Linked DNA regions of Zea mays: region 1 is linked to region 2. Evidence: chromatin contacts called from public Hi-C data. All regions are on one chromosome and are shown on one strand. Each heading gives the region's core, a stretch centred on a gene start, on an enhancer-like site or on the middle of the called end of the contact. The rest is flanking DNA. Distances are from core to core; before and after follow the strand shown. Region 1 holds the start of LOC103653328 (1-phosphatidylinositol-3-phosphate 5-kinase FAB1B). Region 2 holds the start of LOC100281178.

What was found. A called contact is a pair of places that touch in the nucleus more often than the background predicts.
Region 1: a contact with region 2 is called in a Hi-C map of bundle sheath, with 2.0 times the contacts expected there. The contact joins the promoter of LOC103653328 here to the promoter of LOC100281178 in region 2. A contact is called at or near these places in 8 of 25 Hi-C or Micro-C datasets (bundle sheath, ear, leaf and 1 more) and 1 of 3 datasets of contacts at active chromatin or transcription factors (leaf).

What each region holds. Positions count from the first base shown.
Region 1 is chr4:65,325,655-65,330,399 of Zm-B73-REFERENCE-NAM-5.0, forward strand. LOC103653328 (1-phosphatidylinositol-3-phosphate 5-kinase FAB1B) reads left to right here and starts at 2,983. Exons shown (of 11, transcript XM_008680260.3): 1 at 2,983-4,088. The coding sequence starts at 3,445.
Region 2 is chr4:65,093,140-65,098,448 of Zm-B73-REFERENCE-NAM-5.0, forward strand. It overlaps LOC100281178, which reads left to right and starts at 3,560. Exons shown (of 2, transcript NM_001154097.2): 1 at 3,560-4,558. The coding sequence starts at 3,616.

The sequences.
Region 1 (4,745 bases), core at 1,733-4,232, 230 kb after region 2:
CTTCAGCACTTCGAAAAATGGTAAATTTCTCTCTGCTGATCTAGATATAAATCTGTTGAGAGATGCCAGTCTTCCTGTCAATCTTTGAGCCCCCTTTTTTGTACTTGGTGGCTCCATTCGAAGGATGGCTTCGATTTTATTTGGAATAGCTTCAATCCCTTTTGTTGAGACTAGACAGCCAAGAAATTTCCCTTTCTTCACTCTGAAGACACATTTTTCTGGGTTCAACTTTAAACCAGCCTGTCTAAAATTAGCGAAGGTCTCATGCAGATCAGCAATGTGATTATCTTGCTTCATGCTTTTTACAATGATATCATCAATATAAGTTAGCACATTTCTGCCTATCTGAGAATGAAGAACCTTCGCTGTCATTCTGCTGAAGCTTCCTCCAGCATTCTTGAGCCCCTTAGGCATCTGAAGGTAACAATATGTTTCACTAGGGGTTATGAAGCTGGTTTTTGGCTCATCTTCCTTCTTCATCCAAATTTGATGATAGCCTGAATAACAATCCAGCAGACTCATAAGCTCTGATGAAGCTGCTGCATCGACTAGAGAATCTATCCTCGGCAATGGAAACTCGTCCTTCGGACAGGCCTTGTTGAGATCAGTAAAATCAATACACATTCTCCATTTACCATTGGCCTTTTTTACCATAACAGTGTTATCCAGCCACTCTGGGTATTTTACCTCTCTGATAACTCTGGCACTAAGGAGCCTTTTTACTTCATTCCGAGCACCTTCGGCCTTGTCATCAGACATCTTCCGAAGCCTCTGCTTTCTAGGTCTAAAGGATGGGTCAACATTGAGCGAATGTTCAATAACATCTCTGTTGACTCCACAAAGATCATTGGCTGACCATGCAAAAACATCTTTGTTGTTGAACAGAAACCTTATCAAGGTTTTCTCCTGTTCTTCAGACAGTTGGGATCCCAATAACACTTTCTGCTCTGCTATGTCCTCACATAAAAGCATGGGCTTCGGCTGATCGGCCGAAGCAGCTTTCTCCCTTCTAAACTTGTACTGCTCACAAGCTTCAGCTCCATCTATGTTATGGATTGCCTTTGAGTCTGTCCAGTTTCCTTCGTCCCTTCTGGCAGCTTCCTGACTTCCATGAATGGCAATAGATCCTTGGTCCGAAGGTATCTTCATGCAAAGATATGTTGGATGAAGAATTGCTTCGAAGGCATTGAGAGTACCACGACCAATGATTGCATTGTAAGGGTATTCCATGTCAACAATGTCGAACACAACTTGTTCAGTCCTTGTGTTGTTAATGAATCCGAGGGTTACTGGCATTGTGATTTTTCCAAGTGCTACAATCTGCCTTCCTCCGAAGCCACAAAGGGGATGTGTGGCATCATGGATCTTGTCTTCGGGCTCTTGCATCTGTCTGAAGGCCTTAGAAAATATGATATCAGCTGCTGCCTGTATCAACCAAAACATTATGAACCAGAAATCCTTTGATCACACAAGAGATAACCATAGCATCGTTGTGTGGGTAATCCTTGAGCTGAAGATCCTCTTAAGAGAAGGTAATTGGAATGTGAGACCATCTTGACTTGATGAAGGGTCATTGTACCCCTACATGTTGTACTCTTCTCTGTGCCTCCTTCTTCTGTTTCTTGTTAGCCGGCTCTGAACATGAACCGCCTGTTATCGGGAGAATCAGCTTCGGAGCCGAAGCAGTTCCAGCTTGGTTCTTGAACAAAGCCATTGATTCAGGAAAGTGGAAGTGAGTTCACCGGAGGTGAGCGCCAATGTTGGGGACTTGTTCTCGAATGCTATGAATTAAGAACAAGGCAACATAAAATGTTAAATATCAATGCCCTTCGTCCGCTGAAGCATTATCTCCCCAAGGATTTAATGAACTTCGGACGAAGACCACGAGCGCCTTCGTAATTAAATTTACAAAAATAATACAAGGTAATATAAAATGTGAAACATTAAAAATAAATACATCGGAAATAAATGACATCATTTATATATCTTATTATATGAATCTAAGATGTTTGAACATAATATTTAGGTACATTTATACCTTTGCCTTGATAAACAATAATTCCCGAGTGATGCGTTTGCAATTACAGGAATGCGTGAACAGTAAAGGAATACTGTTCACTATTTATAGGCACAGGACACAACCTGTCAGGAATTACAATCATGCCCCTCATAAAAGTTTACAACGTTGACTCAGACCCTTATAGACTAAAAGGTCATTCTATCTTTAAGTTGGTTCGACCCTTCATCTTCGAATATGCTGTAATACTGAAGCTTCATGAATGGTACCTTTGGCATCACGTACAAGCAGCTTCAGCCGAAGCTGTTTCTTTCCGCAGGACCTTCGGCGACGAAGCATGGTCCCAACAATAATAATATAAGAACATGTAAAATATGGAACAACGCCCGCGCAGAAATAACTGGAGTCCGCAGTCTTGGCGTGGCAACAAAAATAATAACAACACTGTCGTCACTGAGCATCTTCAACAAAAGGTTCTATATAAATACATTATAATTTAAAAATAAATATATTTTATATTTTTAAGACACCAATAAAATATTCTACTATAATAGTAAAGCTCTAATTCTAAATTATAGGGTAGCCCACTAAGGTATAGTATATTTGATACACTTGAGAGGGTGTCCTATAAGTTTTGATAAAATTTTAGAAAATAAGACACCATTGAAGTAGTGTTTACTGTAGAGCCCTATATTTTAATTTGAAGCACTAGTTTGAGGTATTGTTGGAGATGCTCTTACAGTGCAAATGTGTCCTATAATATTATTTTTCTTTGAGTTAATTCATTTATTAATTATTATGCCCCAAAGGAAATTCACGATATAGCGTGGAATGAAACCAAATAAAAACAAAGGATAGTGAAACTCGAAAAGTCGAAATAGGTAGAGCCGGTGGCGCACAAAAAAGCAACTAAAAGCAGAAGGAATAAAATGAAAACATGTAAATCCAAATCAAGATAAAGTTTCGAAAAAAATGGAAAACGCGTCAGTTATCAATCTCCTCTCTCCCTTTCTATCTCCGTCCCCGTGAACCCGCACCCTCCAGCCTCCCGTGCTCCACTGGCGCCCTTCTGGAACCCTCAGCCCTCCTAATCTCAGCCGAAGTTATTAACCTCTTTTTTTCTTATATAGGCCAAATTAGTTCCCCTCCCGCGATTCCAAGGCTTTGCTCTTCGATCTCAGCCGCGCCGTGTTCTTCGCGGCGAGTTCGGAGCGTTGGTGCCCAATCCGTCGAGGTTGTGAGTTGCTTCCGCTGCTGCTACTGCCGCCGCCACCGCTGGTGTTAGTGATCTGATCTGGTGGGCGGATTGCGGCGCGGAGGTGGAATTGTTTTGGCTCTGGGGAAAGCTAGCTATGCGGATTGAGGCGTCGCCGGATTGAGCATGAGGGGCGGGGCTGCTGGCGGTGGCGGTGGTAAGCGTGGCGCGGATGATGGGATCGCCGGATGGGCGGCTCGTGGAGTTGTTCGGTGCGGTGAAGTCGTGGATGCCGCGGCGGGGCGACCACTCTCCGCCGCCCGCGTTGCAGTCGGACGCGGCGGCTGGGCAGCCGCTGCCGCATGACTTGTCGAGGGACTTCTGGATGCCGGACCAGAGCTGCCGCGTGTGTTACGACTGCGACGCGCAGTTCACCATTCTGAATCGGCGCCACCATTGCCGGCACTGCGGCCGTGTGTTCTGCGCCCGGTGCACGGCTAACTCTGTGCCCCGCTCGCCGGGGGACGCCGCGAGGGAGGACGGCGAGAGGATTAGGGTCTGCAATTACTGCTTTAAGCGCTGGATGGAGGAGGAACCCGCAGCGCGGGGGGCCGCTGCAGGGCAACAGCCGTCTAGCCCGTCTCTGTCTGCCGCTAGTGTTTGCAGTGACAAGTCCAGCTTCACTGGGACGAATGGGCAAATGTCGTCTTATGCGAATATTAGCTACTCCGAATTTCCGGTCCATGGAGAGGGCAACTGCGGCGAGGATGACGGCTATCGTGAGGAGCAGCAGCCTGCTATGGACCCCGCTCCAACCATGGAGCCTGCAGCTTACGCTGATAACTCGTCTGATCGATTCAACTTTTGCTTGCAGAGGTAAGGCTTTTCCATGATTCGTGCTTTGTCATTTAAGAAATTGGAACCTAATTTGTCTCAGTTCTATTGATAAGAAATGTTACTTTTTAATATAAGTTTACACAAGCATTGATTGACTGATTAGGAGCTTGGATCCCTGCTTGTGAGATGCTGTTGCATGTTATATATGTCTTGGGGGTAGAGGTGTAGGACAATGTTTAATTACTAGTTGAGCCATAATATTTTCTTTGTGGATTCTTTAACATAGAAATATCTGTTTTTGAACCCTTTGGATATTCTTTTGCATCAGGTTCATCTCTACCCTCAGCGACTATTAGCTAAAATTTTAAGTACATAACTGTTATTTGTACCAGCATATATGCTTTCTGGTTTCTGAGTTCTGTCATGTGCTCCTAGGCCAGCATGTATCAGGAGACTTGTTGAGCCACAAGATTTTTTTTCTGTGGATGCTTGGACATAGCAAGTCCTGGTATTTGCAGCTTTTGGATATGTTGTTTCGAAAGTGCTTGTCCACTTTGGTATTGGTATCAGGGCCTTTTAAGTACATTACCTCAAACTTTAGGATTCTACCATTATTTGGAGCTGCACTAACTCCTAGGGCCCAATCTCAAGTTTCTTTTAGAATTTGGGGGCCTAGCCCCTGCCTTAGATTAACCA
Region 2 (5,309 bases), core at 2,310-4,809:
TTGTTCCTTTAGAATGTGTATTGAACTTAGGAACAATAGCGCAAGTGATTAAGTGAGAACTCTAAGGAAGAAAGCAATCACAATAGAAAGTCGCACAAGAGACACGATGATTTTATCTCGTGGTTCGACCAATGCCTACTCCACGTTGTGGTGACCTCTTTCGGTCAAGGATTGCACTCAATCCCTCTCAAGTAATCCAAAGATCAAACTTGAGTACCGCAGTTTCTTCCTTTTCTCAAGTATTGAAAGGGAAATGTGCCCCTGGGCAATTTCTATAAGTATTTTGGTGATTAGATGTCCAACACACTAATTGAGCACTTATGTGCTAAATGGGTGAAAAGTGTAAATCAATGTACAAGGTATGTTCCTAGACTTAGTATATTATTTTGTACACTAATGTGTTTGTCTAAGTGCTAGAAACAGTGACAAAAGAAGGAGAAAAGAAAAGGGAAAGAGTTGGTTGTGTGCATCCAACACCAGCTCGGCCTGGCACACCGGACTGTCTGGTGGTGCACCGGACAGTGTCCGGTGCGCCAGGCTGGTCAACGGTGAAGTAGCCGGTCTCGGGAATCGACGGAGTTGTACGGCTATAATTCACCGGACTGTCCGGTGGTGCACCGGACTGTCTGGTGAGTCATCCGTGACGAGCTAGCCACTCTCGGGAAACGGAAAAGGCAACGTGGCTATAATTCACCGGACTGTCCGGTGGTGCACTGGACTGTCCGGTGAGCCAACGGTCGCCAGCGTCAACGGTCGGCCGCGCAATCTGCGGGCGACACATGGACTGCTCCAACGATCAGCTGGTGCACCGGACTGTTCGGTGTGCACCGGACAGTGTCCGGTGCGCCAACGGGCCCGGAGGAGCAACAATCGGATGTGCCCGATATGGAAGGAGATCGTGCACCGGACATGAACAGTGGCTGTCCGGTGGTGCACCGGACTGTCCGGTGCACCACTCGACAGAAGGCAAGAATGGTCTTCCAAATTGATCTCCAACGGCTCCTAGCTGCCTTGGGGCTATAAAAGGGACCCCTAGGCGCATGGAGAAGAACACCAAGCTTTCAAGAAACATTCTAAGACTCCTAGACTCCGACTCCACGCATTTGATTCTATGTGTTAGTGATTTGAGCTCTATTTGAGTTGCGAACTTCGTGTGTTGTGTTTCGAGCTCAAGTCGTGACTTGTGTGCGTGGTTGAGCTGCGGATTTGAGTCTTGCGTGTGTTGCTCTCCCCAACCTTACTCTGTGCTTTCTTTGTGATCTCAATTGTAAGGGCGAGAGACTCCAAACTGTGGAGATTCCTCGCAAATGGGAAAAATACTCTAAAGGAAAAGACCGTGGTATTCAAGTCGATCATCGGATCACTTGAAAGGGGTTGAGTGCAACCCTCGTCCATTGGGACGCCACAACGTGGAAGTAGGCAAGTGTTACTTGGCCGAACCACGGGATAAAAATTGTGTGTCTCTTGTGTTGCTTTCTCTGTGATTGTTGTGTTCACAAGAACTCGCTTCAAAGCTTCTTAGTCGCACTAACTCTCTGATAAACTAAGTCTTGCACCTATCCACCCCCCTCTAGGTGCTCTCAAGTATTCCCTTTGTGAGGAATCTCCACAAGTTGGAGCCTCTCACCCTTACAATATTGATCACACTTAAACCACAAAGAGTAAGGGAGGGAATAGAAACACACGCAAGAGCTAGAGTTGCAGTAATGACACGCACACAAGTCAAGAAACGAGCACACAACACTGCGCAACAAGTTTATGGCTCAACAAGTGCTCAAATCTCAAATACAAAGAATAAAATGTGTTCTTGCGAAGTCTAAGCGTCTTAGGATGTTCAAGAGGTGCTTGATGTACTGTTGCATGCACTTAGGGGTCCCTTTTATAGCCCCAAGGCAGCTAGGAGCCGTTGGAGCTCCAATTGGAAGGTCATAGTTGCCTTCTGTCCGTGGGCACACCGGACAGTCCGGTACACCACTGGACAGTGAACAATGTACGATCTCCTTCCTTTTCTGGCAAATCCAACTGTTGCAGCCACGACCCTCTTGGTACACCGGACAGTCCGGTGCGGCCTGGTGACCGTTGGCGCGAGTCACGCGTCGCCCGCTGATTGCGCTGTCGACCGTTGGCATGGGCGCAGCTGGCTCACTTGATAGTTGGTGCACACCGGACAATCCGGTGAATTATAGCCGCCCCCAACTTTTCCCGAGAGCAGTGAGTTCGTTGTGTGCGCCAGCCTGGGCACCAGACACTGTCCGGTGCACCGCAGGCTCGTGCAAGTTTGGCTGGACTTAGCCAAACTTCTCCAATCCAATCTCATTTGATTTGACAAGGTTCCTAGCACTTAGAGGAATATGTTAGTATCAAAAACAATTCAATAAGGCTTGAGTCATACCTTGATTCTTGATTTGCATCTCTTTGATGCTTAGCACATATCAACTAAAACATTATGTGTTGGGCATCTAATCACCAAAACATTTATAGAAATGGCCCAAGGGCACATTTACCTTCCATTGCCTCCACCTCCGCCACAATTCCCTGTGGTATGTACACATATGCGTGTGTGACATGTCCATAGATGTCTTATGTGTTAAAATAAAAAACTTAGTGGTTAATATTTCATGTGTGTGTTATAGGGCTTTCAGAGACCTCCCGTTTCAGTTGCCACACCTGGAGATGTGTCTGGTCAAGACAACACATCGACTTCTTGGGTGAACAGCCTTTTCAACACCCAGAGTCCAGCCGGAGGAAGTGGTTATAACTCCAACCAACCAGGTAACGGATATGTGTGACAGTTCGTCAAATGTGTTTGATTTGGAACTATGTCAGTGTCCATGTCAAAGACTATGTGTCAAACTATGTCAGTGTTTAATTTGGAACTGTATGTTGATGTAAAAGACTTGGTACAACTATTTGGGACTATGTGTTCGTGAATGTGAGGTGATGTTTGAGAATTTGAATACTTATGTGAACTGATGTATGTGAATGTAAATGTGAATGTGAATATGTTGTTGTATATGAAATATGTGTATATATGTGGTTGTATGAAATCTGTGTATATATATGGTTGTATATGAATACTTATGTGTATATGTGGTTGTAAATGTTAGAAATTTACAAAAACAGGATTTTTTGCCACTGCTGAGTATCATTATGTTCGACGGCTAAGCCGTTGGACATGAGGTTGTATTATGTTCGACGCCTTAGTGGGGGCCGTCGGATATAAGAGGAGTGGGCTCCACTCACGGCCGGTAATACTGTTACAGAGGTTAAATGCCGATGGCCTCTTCGGACCGTCGAAAATAGACTTATTTCCGATCCGTTACGATCGAGGACAGGTATCGTTAAAAATAAGTTTGGGCCGTTAGAAATAGACTATTTTCGACAGCTTCACACTTGCTTTGGCCGTCGTAAATCTACGGCTTTATTGTACTGCGTTACTAGTACTCAGCTGTCACAAGCTGGAACACGTTTCGACAGCCTTTTCGTCGTCTTTTTTCCGGACGTGGTGATAAGCCGATCGATTATGGTTATAAAGCCCATCACCCGAGCAGGAACCCACACCACACCACCGCCGACACACTCTCGCTCGCTCTCGCTAGCTAGCGGGAAACTACTATGGCGTGGGCGTCTCCGCGCGGCACAGCACCTCAGCTCCTCCTCGTGCTGTCGCTGCTGCTGGCCGCTGCCAGTGCCTCCCTGCTTCCCCTGAGCAATAATGCGCCCCCGCCGAGACTTCCGCCGGCGGCGAAGGCAAGGGAGGGCGGCGCCTCGGTGTCGGCGGGGCTGCTCTCCACGCTGCGCGAGGCGCTGGACGCGGTCAAGGACGTCACATCCATCATCTCGTCGTTCCCCATCGGCGGCATCCTCGGGGACGGCGGCGGCGACCTCCGCCTGTCGTCCGCCGTCGCCGACTGCCTCGACCTCCTCGACCTCTCCTCCGACGAGATGTCGTGGTCCATGTCCATGTCCACCGACTCGAGCGGGGCGGGCGGCGGCCGCCTCGGCACCGGCGACGCCCGGTCCGACCTGCAGTCCTGGCTGAGCGGCGCGCTCGGGAACCAGGACACCTGCAAGGAAGGCCTGGACGCGACCGGCTCCGTGCTGGGCTCGCTGGTTGCCGCGGGGCTGGACGCCGTCACGTCGCTTCTGGCCGACGGCCTCGGCCAGGTCGCCGGCGGCGACGACGCGACCGCTCCGGCGTCGTCGTTGCCGCCCTCCTCCTCCCGCCGCGGCGCCGCCCCGCCGCGGTGGCTGCGCGCGAGGGAGCGGCGGCTGCTGCAGATGCCTGTGGGGCCCGGAGGCCTGGCGGTGGACGCCGTGGTGGCGCAGGACGGGAGCGGCAACTTCACGACGGTGGGCGCGGCCGTGGAGGCGGCGCCCGCGCAGAGCGCGGCGCGGTACGTGGTGTACGTGAGGAAGGGCGTGTACAGGGAGACGGTGGAGGTGAAGAAGAAGAAGTGGAACCTGATGCTGGTCGGCGACGGCATGGGCGCCACGGTCATCTCCGGCCGCCGCAGCTACGGCGACGGCTACACCACCTATCGCAGCGCCACCGTCGGTGAGCGCACCGTGTCTACTAACTGTTCCTCCCCCTCCTCCCTCATGCACTCCAAATAAAAATAACTAAAAATTTCATGAAAACTAAGGGGGTGTTTGGTTTATAGGGACTAAACTTTAGTCCCTCCACTTAATTCCATTTTAGTTCATAAATTGTTAAATAGGGAAACTAAAATAGAGTTTTAGTTTCTATATTTAGTAATTTAGGGACTAAAATAGAATTAAGTGGAGGGACTAAAAATTAGTCCCTAGAAACCAAACACCCCCTAACTCGACCACGTTTGGAGCGAGAGTCCATTTAAACGTTAGACAGTCGTTTGAAAACACGCTCAGCAGGACCGACTTGATGGCTACTCCACGAATTGAATACGCGAATAATGCAATGCAATCCGTTTAATTCTTCTCCTGGGATGAGCTCACTACAGTAAAGCTTACACATTATCAGCTTTAAGTAACTGTTTACTACAGTACTAGGCGTATATGGCAACGTAGAAATACGGTCAAGATGTCATCATTGCATTGCACAGCGGTATATATATTGCTACGACCGACCGTACGCTGCGGTGCACGTCAGGTGTCACAGATCACCACCTGCAAGCAGTACCACGGGTCGGTGCGCGCGGTACCAACCCAACCGCGAGAGTGTGGTGCTGACCGCGCCGTGCCAGTACCAAACATTGATCCATAGAGATTAGGGAAGCTCCCAGCCCGGCGGCCGATCCAGTGCCAAATTCGATATAGAGGTCCTATTC